2 separate regions of the Mus musculus genome follow, and region 1 is linked to region 2. The links are chromatin contacts, called in public HiChIP or PLAC-seq maps. All regions are on one chromosome and are shown on one strand. The core of a region is the stretch at or near the end of the contact, and the rest is flanking DNA. Distances in the headings are between cores, read along the strand shown. Region 1 holds the start of Luc7l (Luc7-like). Region 2 overlaps Axin1 (axin 1).

Region 1 (6,026 bases), core at 1,654-4,153, 85 kb after region 2:
CAAAATCCCAGCAGTTGGGAGGCAGAGGCAGGTGGATTTCTGAGTTCGAGGCCAGCCTGGTCTACAAAGTGAGTTCCAGGGCAGCCAGGGCTACACAGAGAAACCTTGTCTCAGAAGAAAACAAAACAAACAAACAAAAAAGAAATAACCACGGAAACTAAAAGGGAATTAGGAGGACAGATAGAGAAACATGCATGCACAGGAAGTGGAAGGGAGTGTGGTTTGAGAAGGAGGTGGGGGCATTGCTTCTGGGGCATTGACTGTGAGGGAAGGTCAGCTTGGTGCTTTCTCTGCCTCCATGACCTAGCAGCCTTTCACCTGGACATCAGACTCCTGAGCCTTCATTGGCAAAATCAAGCATTTGAGAGTTTAAAACAACAATCACCTCTTCCTTCTAATTTAAGATCAGACTGAGACATCCGTATTGATGGACCAGAGCACAACCAGGCCAGTGTAGAAAAAAGTGTACCGGGAGGCAAGGAGGAGAAAACAGACATCAACATCAGAACAAAGCCATGTGTGTCAGCTGGAAATAGTAAGTGGGCAGGGCCAGGAGAAATCTGTAGAAAGGGAATTGTAGATGAGAGAAATTGGCGCGTTAGAGCCTTACTGTTCTTGGTTTGGTTTGGTTTGGTTCCCAGCTCCTACATGACGGCTCCCAAACATTTCTAACTCTGGTTCAAAGGGAATTGTGATATAAAACAAATATTGTACTATTAGGTTCTGTGTGGAGTACAAACGCCAACCCCCACGGAGAGCACATAAGCATCCGAGAGAACGGAGAACGATTTAACAAACACATGGGCTAGATCATCAAAACTGTCTGTCTCAGGGTGGACATTTATACAATTTATATAGAGTAAGTAGCTTTGTCATGAAAGTCTACCATTTTAGAGTGGTCTTTTCCTCCTAGTAGCAAAAGAAATCCCTTAGCCTGAACTTTATAGATCCAACACCTACTTCCCCAGCTTCCAGACACGAATCACCCCTGCCCAGTTTTATTTTTTAAAGTTGTTTTTTTCTTTTTTTCTAAAGATTTATTTATTGTTATATGTAAGTACACTGTAGCTGTCTTCAGACACACCAGAAGAGGGCGTCAGATCTCATAACGAATGATTGTGAGCCACCATGTGGTTGCTGGAATTTGAACTCAGCAGTGCTGACCCACAGAAGAGACGTTAGTGCTCTTAACCTCTGACCCATCATTCCAGCCCCAGTTTCATATATATGTAAAAGAGTGCATATTTAATTATTTTGCTTTATAACTTACAAATGTAACATTACTCTCAATAGCAATTAGTACTTTGCAGCACTGATAAATCAACATCCAAAATATTTTTTACATCTAATTCAAAAAACAGGTCTCTTTCTTTACTTGGAATTTCATAATCTGCTCAAAGGTCCAAGTCGTGGATTTTGGTACATTCTCCTAAATTCATGTGCTGTGGGTAAAAAATTATACATTAACACCTATCCATTTTAGAAAGCACATAATTGCGCTGGTGAGATGGCTCAGCAGTTAAGAGCACTGACTGATCTTCTGGAGGTCATGAGTTTAAATCCCAGCAACCACATGGTGGCTCACAATCATCCACAATGAAAACAAATAATAAAGAACCTAGGGGCTGGAGCAAGAGGAAGAAGTCGAGCGCGGGTGGGGGGGGAGTAACAAAATAAATAAATAAATAAGCATGTAATTAATATGACTTAGCATTTCAACTTTCACTGAAATAAGCAATATAGTTTTATAGAGAGTAAATGAAGAAATGGACCAAGTGTAATGGCATGTGCTGATAATCTCAATGGTCTGGAGGCTGAGCAGCAGAGGGATAGCAAGTTCAAGTCCAACCTGGCCTCTGTGTGTGTGTGTGTATGACTCTGTCTCCAACAGAAGAAATGGAGGCAAGCACATTTGCACATTTTTGTAATTGCAGCACTTGGTAAGGAAGGGAAAGTGGGAGGGTCAGGAATGCAAGTCATCTTTGGTTTCATAATAAGTTCAAGGTCAGCATGGACAACATGAGACTATATTACACAAACAAAAAGAACTGAGATATAACCTAGAAATTCACTTATCATTAGGTTTTTTTTTTTTTAAAGATTTATTATTATATGTAAGTACCCTGTAGCTGTCTTCAGACACTCCAGAAGAGGGCATCAGATTTCGTTAATCTGGACCTTTGGAAGAGCAGTAGGCGCTCTTAACCACTGAGCCATCTCGCCAGCCCCCTTGTTTTGTTTTTTGAGACAGCTTTTCCCTGTGTAACTCTGGCAATCCTGCAGCTTGCTCTGTACCATCAGGCTAGTCTCTAACTCAGAGATGTGCCTGCCTCTGCCTTCCCCAGCGCTGGGATTAAAGGCCTTTGCCTCAAGTTTAATTTATTTGTTTGACTAAAGTCTCATTAGAGCAGAGAATTTGATGTTTCAGGAACCAGGATAAAAATTAGTGGTGGAGTTTTTAATCTAGTCTTTTTTTAAAATAAAGATCTATTTATTTTATTTATATGAGTACACTGTAGCTATCTTCAGACACAGCTGAAGTGGTTATCAGACCCCATTACAGATGGTGGTGGGAACTGAACTCAGGACCTCTGGAAGAGCAGTTTGTGCCTTTAACCGCTGAGCCGTCTCTCCAGCCCTTTTTTTTTTTTTTTTTAAAAAAAAAAAACAGGAGGTAGGATCTTAGTCTCACAAAGACCACGCTTCCACAGGGTAGCCTGACACCCAGGACGCTGGCCTTGAACTACTCAAGCCTGATCCTGGGGATTACAGGCATACCACGACCGGCCAAAATCAAGCTTAGTTGATCTAGTCTTTAGAACGATTTGCGACCGTTCCACTCAGCGACTCCTGTACACTTCCCGACAGGCCTTGCATCAACGCCAAAGAACTTCCTCCCAGCATTCCCCGCGGCCGGAAAGCGCCGTGCGGGCTTCAGGCTGATAGGAGCGTCTTTCCTCGTCGCTGTTTGCGGCTTCTCTGGTCGAGTTGTGCGGAGCTTCTCGGCCGTCCCCACTGGCCACCATGTCCGCCCAGGCGCAGATGCGGGCCCTGTTGGACCAGCTCATGGGCACGGCTCGGGACGGTGAGTCTGAGCGGTGGCCCAGGCTCTGGGCGGGGTGGGAGCAAGGCGAGGCCGCCTGGAAGCCTGAGGTGAGGGCCGTGACAGCGTGCGTCTGCGCGGGGCGCCATTTTTCTCCCCTGCTTGCTGACCCCAGGCTCGGGGCCTTTGTCTGATCTGCTTGGCCTGCGAGTCTCTCGCAGCCGCCGCGTTCTACTGGTCCGGGCTGCCTCCTTCCTGAGAGTCCGATCCGACGGTGGGGCTCTGTCCCCTTCTCGTTTTCCGTCATGCGAGTTCCTCTTGGTCGGCACGGCGGCTCGGCGCCGCCGGGCAAACTGGAGCGTCGGCGAAGGGCTGGAACCAGCGCGGGCTCCGGGGTGCTGGCTGCCGGGTGGCGGAATTTCTCTGATACTCTTCGGAGGAGAGGCGATCCCCGAAGGAGCTGGACGGGTTTCGAAAACCCGGGCGTTCTTGCTCCATACGGTTACACGGGGAGCCGCAAATGAGCATTTCTAACGTGGGTTCCCTCCGCGTACTTTTCTAGTCTTCCCTCCCTTCATTCCCCTGCCTCACAGATTAGCCTCGGTTTAGTCACCTCTCGGCATTCATTAGGTAGTTGGTTCAGTAAGGAGGCGTGCAAGATCATGGTGGTGTCTCAGGAAAAAGCAGTTGCATCCTAGCAAAGCTAGATCCCTGCTGTGGTTTGTGTTTTCATTTTTACTAAAGTAATAAAGTTGTAATTTCACACTGGCACATTTCACAGGGCTGTGCAGATTCTTTGCACCATTTCATAGGTCAATACGTGCTTTTAGCTTTCTTTGTATGTTGAGTTGCTTTTGAATTGCTTCCCATATTTTTATTTCATACAAACTGAACAATTGTGGCCCCTCTATTTTATTTATAAAGGTTCAGTGTATCTTTGCCTGCCTACATCAATCTGCAAGGGAGTTGCAGAAAAGCCTCATGTTCATCGAGCCGTGAGTCACAACCAATTTCTAAGCTGTTATAACAAAAAAGTGTTTGCTTTTTTCCCACAAGTAACTTTAAAAGTGTAGTTTAGAAAGAAAACATTTTCAGTAAAAAGACACGACATTAATCCTGGATGCTTGCCAATCCTGAAGTATATTCTCCCTGACTATTACACAGCACTGTGTCCTGTACACAGATAGCCTTAGAATTTGTCACATACCACTTTGCCTTTACTTTTATGTATCATTCCCCGACTTCCTTACTGCAGGTGTGGGCAAGAAAACTTTTCCTTTAAAACTTTTCAACAGCGGGCATAAAATTCTGCAGCTGAGTTCTTGAAGATTGCAGATGGGTACAGTATGTGTTGGAGTTCACAGTGTGTATTGACTAACCTGATTCCTTTTTGCTTTCTTTGGTATTGTCTTGTTAAAAGTGACTCCCAGGTGCCAACTTTCCTTTTTGAGGGTGGGGATGAAAGGGGAAGAAGAAGAAGAAAAGGTCTAGAGATATTTAAGTCAGTGATAGAGCTTGAAACCGTTCTTCCTCTTGTAGTTTTTTTTCATAAAATACTGCCTATTAATTTGATTCTAACAAGAAAATCAGATTATTGAATAGCTTTGGTTGGTGGAGATTGGCAGCTGTAATGATCCGCAGTGGATTCATGGCACTCATTACACCCAGTCTTGATGGGTCATTTGCCCACATGTAAATTTGGGTGGATGCCTTCTGGTGCTCACTCCTACTTCTGACTCTGTTCTGCGAATTAACGGTGGAGTTAGATGTGGTTCAGTGTGCTTCTTCATAAAAAACTTAGCTTAAAAACTATTTGTATTTTATTCCAATTGTAAATATCTTTAGCTCAGTTTCTTAGTGTATATGATGGGAAGAATACAGAAACACTAGTCTGCAAATCGTCCAGGTGTATTAATTTTGCCAGATAGCCTTGTGTAGTGAATGAGATAATACTTTATTTAAAACCACAAATGAATTTCAGGAGATGAAACCAGACAGAGGGTCAAGTTTACAGATGACCGTGTCTGCAAGAGTCACCTTCTGGACTGCTGCCCCCATGACATCCTTGCTGGGACGGTAGGTGCATTCCAGACCTTTGTGATTAGATTACTTAGAAGGAGTGCTACAGTAGATGTTTTTATATATATAATAAAATACTGCATATATGTGTATGTATGTATGTATATATATATATATGTATATGTATGTATATGTATGTGTGTGTATGTATGTATATATATATATATATATTGAACCCAAGAGAGAGATTTTGTCTTTAAAAAATTAGCAGCACTTGGGAGGCGGAGGCAGGCGGATTTCTGTGTTCGAGGCCAGCCTGGTCTACAGAGTGAGTTCCAGGTCAGCCAGGGTTACACAGAGAAACCCTGTCTCAAAACATCAAAAAAAAAAAAAAAAAAAAAAAAAAAATCCATGATGGGTGCTGGAGAGGCGGCTCAGTGGTTAGAACACTTGTTGCTCTTGCAGAGGACCCACGTGTTGGCTTACAAATATCTATAACTCCAGTTCTAGGGCATCTAATACTTTTGTATGTTCCACAACTACATTCATTCATGTGAACATACCCAGACACCGGAATATACGTAATTTAAAAATTATAAAATTAAGCCTTAAAATTAAATAATGTAATGTTTGAAAATAGAGTGTTAGGACTCACACAGCAACTCAAAACTGTCTTAACTCTACCCAGACATGTACATGGTACACAGACATACATTCAAGCAAAATATCTATATACATAAAAATGTAAAAAAAATTACAGAAGGAGCAATGCTCATCTTTTATCTTTTAAAAAATAGTTGAGTATTTCATACACTCATACAAGGTATTCTACTCTTATCCATCTCTCCACACTCAGGGGATTTGACTTTGAGGGTCTCATGGGACACATGGAGTGGGAGTTGTAGGGGGAGAGAATGTTTTTTAGGTAGAATTCTATTTTCCTTTACCATGTAAAGTCTGTTGC
Region 2 (6,783 bases), core at 3,678-6,177:
TTCTGAAATATCTCCTTATTAGGTCATGGCTAGAGTGAGGGGCTGACATCTCCACACAACAATATTATAGTATATTATTTTATAGTATTATATATTACATGACACCTCCTTCTTAAGGCAAGGCTTGCTATCCTCCTACCTCAGCCTCTTATATACTGAGATTACAAGTTTACATCAACAATGCTCAGCTATTCCTTTTTTTTTTTTTTTTTTTCAAGATAGGTTTTCTCTGTGTAGCCCTGGCTGTCCTGGAACTCACTCTGTATACCAGGCTGGCCTCGAACTCAGAAATTCACCTGCCTCTGCCTCCCAAGTGCTGGGATTAAAGGCGTGCGCCACCATGCCCGGCTCTATTCCATTTATTTAATCCCACTATTTAAATCTCACTTCATGGGATAGAGTGTTTCTTTATCAGATTTGTGACTTATAGAAATATTCTGAAACCATTTATATGAGTCCAGGCTCTCGGGTAAGGACCTTGAAGAAAGTGACAGAACCTGTGTAGTCACTAGGACCTCACTGCTTTTGAGCCCTGACTAGCAAATCCCATGGGTAGTTTTGCAGAACTTTCTCCTCTTTGCATCCATTAGTCCCTAGCTTTCATTTTGATGTTCAGAGAAACATAGAATAGGTAGATTTGGTGCAGAAAAGAGAAAGCAGTGTAAACAGAGGTGTCTTTATGTTTCTGTCGCCCGGAGACATTGTATGGCCTGGATTCCTTTAGCGTTTTTTTAATACATAGTCTAGTTTTTAGTTCAACAGTGGGATTAAAATCTGTATCATCCTCTACTCGTATTTTCAGTAATGTGTGTGCACGCTCGAGGTATATGTGTGGCATAAAAGGACAATTTTCAGTAGTTCTCTCCCACCATGTGTGTCCACTGATTGAACTCAGGTGGTCAGATTTGGCATTAGGCACTTTGACCATCTAAGCTGCCTTGCTTATCCTTTAGTAGTTACTTTAAACATTTGCTGATTGGAATAACACTGGAATGTGTAGAAATTGGGCTGGAGAGGACACGATGTCAGACACTTTCTAATTCTGTAGAGCCATGGTAGAGTCACCAGTGCTTGGATCCTGTGGATCTGTTGTTTTGACTTCAGAATCTTGAATTGGTTGCACATTGATGTTATTTGGCTGTGGCCTATAGCCATCATCACCCTTTTGTTCTTTTTTTTTTTTTTTTTTTTTTAAAGATTTATTTATTGTTTATTTTATATGTAAGTACACTGTAGCTGTCTTCAGACACACTGGGAGAGGGAGTCAGATGTCATTAAGGATGGTTGTAAGCCACCATGTGGTTGCTGGGATTTGAACTCAGAACCTTCAGAAGAGCAGTCAGTGCTCTTAACCGCTGAGCCATCTCTCCAGCCCCCTTTTGTTCTTCTAACTCATGTGAGGGATGCAAGACCAAAGACAGTATAGTCTATGTTGAGGTTCTTCTGCATTGTATGCTGAGCCCTTTCCAAGCATTGAGTACTGGTCACTAAGAGCTCAGACGTCCTGCAAAGAATCTGTTGTCCCTCCCTTCCTCCCTTTCTTTTTAAATTTTAGATGGGGTCTTTCCATGTAACTCTAGCTGGCCTAGAAATCACTGTGAAGATCATGCTGGCCTCGGGCTCACAGCGATCATCATGCCCCTGCCTCCCAAGTGCTAGGATTAAAGGCCTGTGCTACCATGTCTGGCTGACCATTATCATTCCTGCTTTACAATGAGAAAATGGTGACTTAGTGGTAACAAGAAATTCCGTCAGAATTCTTGACGGTTACCTCTGGAGGGCAAGTGTGGTGTCATCCCATCTACTACATTTGCAGTGTGGGAGCCATATACCCTCTTTACCCCTACTCAGTTAGGTGGGTCCCAGGCCCATCAGAAGCTGCAAAGTGGGTCTACAATGAATGGCAGGCCACTTCAGATTCTAAGGTCACTTGTACCTGTTCCCAAGGGTTCTAACATCTGGTTGACTGTACTGTTGAAAGGTGCTGGTGACTGTGATCCTCACAGGGGAGGAGGAGGCTGGATTCCTGATTTTACATGGAGGAGATGAGGGGATTTTGCCAGCTGCTGGTGGGTATTGTGGATTGCATCTCATAGGATAATCTTTTACCTTTAGGTGCAGAGGAGAGGTGCTTGTTCTATAAGTAGCTATATTTACACAGTAGAGGTATGCCCAGAAAGATCTTGTTTGTGAGCCAGTGTTTCACATTTTATACAGATGCTAATTTAGAGTGAGATGTTCCCTCTTGCCCTTCTAGTATCATCGTCACTGGTTCTTCTGTAGTTCTGAAGCCTTGTGTGAGAAGATAAACTCTTGGAAGAAGAGGTATCTTGGGAAACTAGGGTATAGCATAGGGAATGTGGAGTGAAAGATACACATGATGATCTAATGAGATGGACACAGTCAGAACCCAGACATCACCACCTTCCATGAGTGGGTACGCATTATAACATGGATAAATAACAGTTGTCATCCATGGGTGGACAGCATCAGGATATCCAAAAACATGCTTTTTTTTGGATGGGGTTTCTCTGTAGTTCTGGCTGTCCTGGAACTTAATTGTAGACAGCTTCTGTCTGCCACATGCTGAGATTAAAGACTAAAGGCATGCACCAACATGCCTGGCAACAGCATGCTCTTTTCTGTGAGTGGATATGCATCTGAGCATTGGTAGCATGCTGTCATTCACAAGTGGACAGTGTTAGGACATTAATGATATGCTATCATGCCTTCTGTTCTTTGATGTCAGTTGCCTTCATCTATTTGGGACTATAGACTGAGTATTATCTCTTTGTTGTTCTGGAGCCACAGCTTGTCTGAGTCATTACATGCATGTTAGCAACGTGGGCTCCTGTCGTTGCATTTGGGAGGGGACTGAGACTCTATGGGATTAGTGGTTCTGAGCCTAGAAGACAGTGTTCATTACTCCTGCATGTGCACCTTATATTTGCTGTTTGCTGTTCTCAGGGTTAGATGTAGGCTGGTGTTGAGGGCAGGAATGTAGCTGAGGGTAGTCTCTTACCAAAGTCAAGTGTAGATCTGGGTTCAGCTAGGAATGATGAGCTTCAGGGACAGTTCTGGAGACAATGCCTGCAAGTAGTATGGTCAAGTCTACTTGCCTGCTCCCTGTTTGGCTTCAAGGATGACTTCTGCACATTGTAAGACATGGTCCTCACCACTGCTGTCTGAGCTCCAGAGACCTCATAAAGAGCCAACGACTAGTGGATAAACTCATCCCATTTGAATTGCATCTCTAGGACTTAGGTGGCCAAAGACACTGGACTCGGGTGGGGTGATCCTAAGAGTTAGACAGGCCTTCTCCTCTAGCCCTAAGCCATCTGTTCAGCCCAGGATGTCCCACTTGGCTTAAGACAGATTTGTTCCTATGTAACAGGGCAGGGAGCTGGGACAGTAGAGACAAGCCCTAGGAGAGGATACATTTGCTGGTTCTTAGCTTATGCTCATTTTGGGCAGCAAGGTAGGCAGAGTTTAGGCCAAGGCTACCAGCATAAGAGCTCAAGGCCTCTGATTCTCAGAAGTATTCCATCATCAGTCATAACAAATTAAAGCCAGTAGAGCCCTTGCTTCTACCTATGGGTATTAGGTTGCTTTCTCAGGAGACTGAGGCAATCAAGTGATCACTCATTACAGGAGAGGAGGGGAGGGGAGGGGAGGGAGAGAGGGAGAGAATGAGAGTGAGAGAACAAATGAACCAAAACAAACAGCAGCAACAAAAACCAGTGCTTCATGCTGGACCTGGTGTAGTACATACCTCTTAGGAGGCTGAGACAGAAGAATAATGAGTTTAAGGCTAATTTGGGCTGTATATTGAAGCCTTATCTCTAAACAAAAAAACAAAACAAAACAAGGATCTGGAGAGATGGCTCAGCTATTAAAAAGAGTATTGGCTACTCTTCTGGAGGACCCTGCTTCAACTCACAACTATCTGTAACTCCAGTCCTAGGGAATCAATAACCCTTTCTGACTTATACAGACAACAGACATGCATGTGCTTACACGAAGGCAAAGCACCCATATGCATAAATAATTTTAAAACTGTGTGTGTATAATGTATACATATATATGTGTACACACACACACACACACACACACACCTCTTCCCCTGGCACTTAGCCACATCCCAGTCCTACTTGCCCATTAAAGGATATGCTGAAAAGGTTGGTTGTAAGCTCTGCTTTTTCTTTTTTCCCTTTCCTTTCCTTTCCTTTCCTTTCCTTCCCTTCCCTTTCCCTTTCCCTTTCCCTTTCCCTTTCTCTTTTTTCCCTTTTCCCTTTTCCCTTTTCCCTTTTCCCTTTTCCCTTTTCCTTTCCCTTTCCCCCTTTCCCCCTTTCCCCCTTTCCCTCTTTCTCTCTTTCTCTCTTTCTTTCTTTCTTTCTTTCTTTCTTTCTTTCTTTCTTTCTTTCTTTCTTTCTTTCTTAGAACTGGGTGGTAACTGTATATACCTTTAATCTTAGCTCTTGGGAGGCAGGGGCAGATGGATCTATAAGTTTGAGGAAACAGAAATTTTGCCTCAAAAAACAAGAGAGAGGGAGAGAGAGAGACAGAGACAAAGACACCCTGACTGACAGACTGACTCTGTTAGGGTTTTATTGATGTGAAGAGACACCATGACCATGGTAACTCTTATAAAGGAAAATATTTAATTGGGGCTGGCTTGCAGTTTCAGAGGTTTAAATCTGTTATATCATCATGTCGAGAAGATGATGGTAGTATGCAGGCAGGCATGGTATTTGAGCAGGAACTGAGAGTTCTACATCTTCATCCTCAGGCAGTAAGGAGGAAATTGTGGGTTTCATACTGAGCTGAGCTTGAGCTTTTAAGACCTCAAAACCCTGCCTTCACAGTGGCACACTTCCTCTAACAAGGTCACATCTCATAAGGCCACTCCCTATGGCTAAGCGTTCAAACACATAACTATGGAGGCCATTCCTGTTCAAACCAATATACACATACTCACCCACTCCACACACACATGGGGAGAGGGGGGAGGGAAGATACTGAGACTGACTCTTTGTAGTTCTGCCTGCCCTGGAACTCACTATGTAGATAGACTAGGCTGGCCTTGAGCTCACAAAGATCCTCCTATCTCTCTCTCTCTCTCTCTCCTAAGTGCTGTGACTAAAGTATGTGCCTCGGTGCCCATTCAGACCTGGCTTTTTATGTGTGATGAACTCAGGTCCTCATGCTTGCACAGTAGTTGTTTTATAGTTGAACTATCTCCCTAGCCCTAAGATCAGTATTTTCATTGACCCATATTAGAAGTTATCCTAGGAAACCTGAAGAGCATTAGTCACCAAGTAGCTTCTAGCTGGGAGAGACAAGTGAATCAGGTATTGAGATGCCATAGCTGTGTCAAATGTGGGTTTGGTTCCCAGCACTAATATCAGGAAGTTCATAACTCCTTGTAACTTCAGTTTTAGGAGCTACAGTATCTTCTTCTTGGTTCCGTAGGCACGAGGTATACACATGGTGCAAATGCATAGTGTCCACTCTGGGTTGGCCATCGGTAACCAGAGTACCTCTCACAATAGCCTGAATACCAGCTAATACTGGTGTTACAAGGACTGGGAAAGAAACACTGAGTGCTCAGGATACTGTGCCAGGGCATGTTGCTGAGGCAAGGTGGGCAGAGGCCGAGTGAATGGAATGCTGGAGCATAACTGAAGCTCAGGCTAAAAACATCCAAGAACTACAGAGTTTGACTTGGTATGAAGTGTGAGATGTAGATCAAAGTTCATTCTTTGGGTCTGTGCATGTCTAGGTATCATAGCACCATTTATTGAAAAGACTGCCTTTTCTCTATCAGTTTGCTTTTGTACTTTTGTCAAGAGTAAGTTGGGCATGTTTGCATGGATTCCACTAAGCTTTTATTTTGAGGACTTGGAAAAGTGCAGAGGGCTGACTGTAGAAGTGCAGCGGGCTGACTATAGTGATATACACCTATAACACATACTCCTGCCACTTCTGCATACTTGTAGGTGGGTTAGTGTACATGGATGGTCAAAGGGAGGCCTATTCCCTTAGAAACAATTTGGATATTCCTTCTCTTACACTGAGGGTACAGTACAGAGTGCCTGACAGTCAAGTACAGTCTATGGCTTACTGCTTAGTGTGCCCTAACCCTAGGATCTAAGATCCAAACAGACGAACCTCTCAAATAGCTTCATTTTTGGTATTTCCTAATTTACTAACTTGAGGTGCGGTGAGTAGTGCTATTGAAAGCCATCAGTGTATAGCCGTGGCTGCCGGGACCCCCCCCCCCTTTTTTTTAAAGATTTATTTATTTTATGTATATGAGTACATTGTAGCTGTACATATGGTTGTGAGCCTTCATGTGGTTTTTGGGTATTGAATTTAGGACCTCTGCTCACTCTGGTCAGCCCTGCTCACTCAGGCCCAAAGATTTATTAATTTTTATATCTTAAGTACACTGTAGCTGTCTTCAGATGCACCAGAAGAGGGCATTAGATCTCATTATGGGTGGTTGTGAGCCACCATGTGGTTGCTGGGATTTGAACTCAGGACCTTCAGAGGAGCAGTCAGTGCTCTTACCCACTGAGCCATCTCACCAGCCCAACCTGGAACTTTTTTTTTTTGTTTTGGTTTTTCGAGACAGGGTTTCTCTGTGTAGCCCTGGCTGTCCTGGAACTCACTTTGTAGATCAGGCTGGCCTGGAACTCAGAAATCTCCCTGACTCTGCCTCCCAAGTGCTGGGATTAAAGGTGTGCACCACCACGCCCAGCCAGCCTGGAACTCTTAAAT

Evidence for each region. HiChIP or PLAC-seq counts read pairs in DNA pulled down with a chosen protein or histone mark.
Region 1: an H3K4me3 HiChIP or PLAC-seq map of bone marrow-derived macrophages shows a contact between it and region 2, with 3 times the contacts expected there. The contact joins the promoter of Luc7l here to the enhancer-like site in region 2. A contact is called at or near these places in 2 of 39 promoter capture datasets (the HPC-7 cell line and the SN4741 cell line), 2 of 484 Hi-C or Micro-C datasets (CD4 T cells and nephron progenitors), 11 of 115 datasets of contacts at active chromatin or transcription factors (the 230-238 cell line, the HPC-7 cell line, the SCID.adh cell line and 4 more) and 3 of 9 other capture datasets (adipose tissue, liver and pancreatic islet).

Annotation. Positions count from the first base shown.
Region 1 is chr17:26,250,007-26,256,032 of GRCm38.p6, forward strand. It overlaps Luc7l (Luc7-like), which reads left to right and starts at 2,904. Exons shown (of 10, transcript NM_028190.3): 1 at 2,904-3,085; 2 at 5,025-5,119. The coding sequence starts at 3,025.
Region 2 is chr17:26,163,349-26,170,131 of GRCm38.p6, forward strand. The region is part of intron 2 of Axin1 (axin 1); the gene reads left to right. Among named protein-coding and RNA genes, the nearest start is that of Gm46600, 28 kb to the left of the region's middle. Within about 2 kb of position 4,928, at least 95 of the 459 cell types and tissues checked have an H3K27ac peak or open chromatin away from gene starts, as enhancers often do. A contact at or near this core is called in the 230-238 cell line, the HPC-7 cell line, the SCID.adh cell line and 3 more, where this site is marked.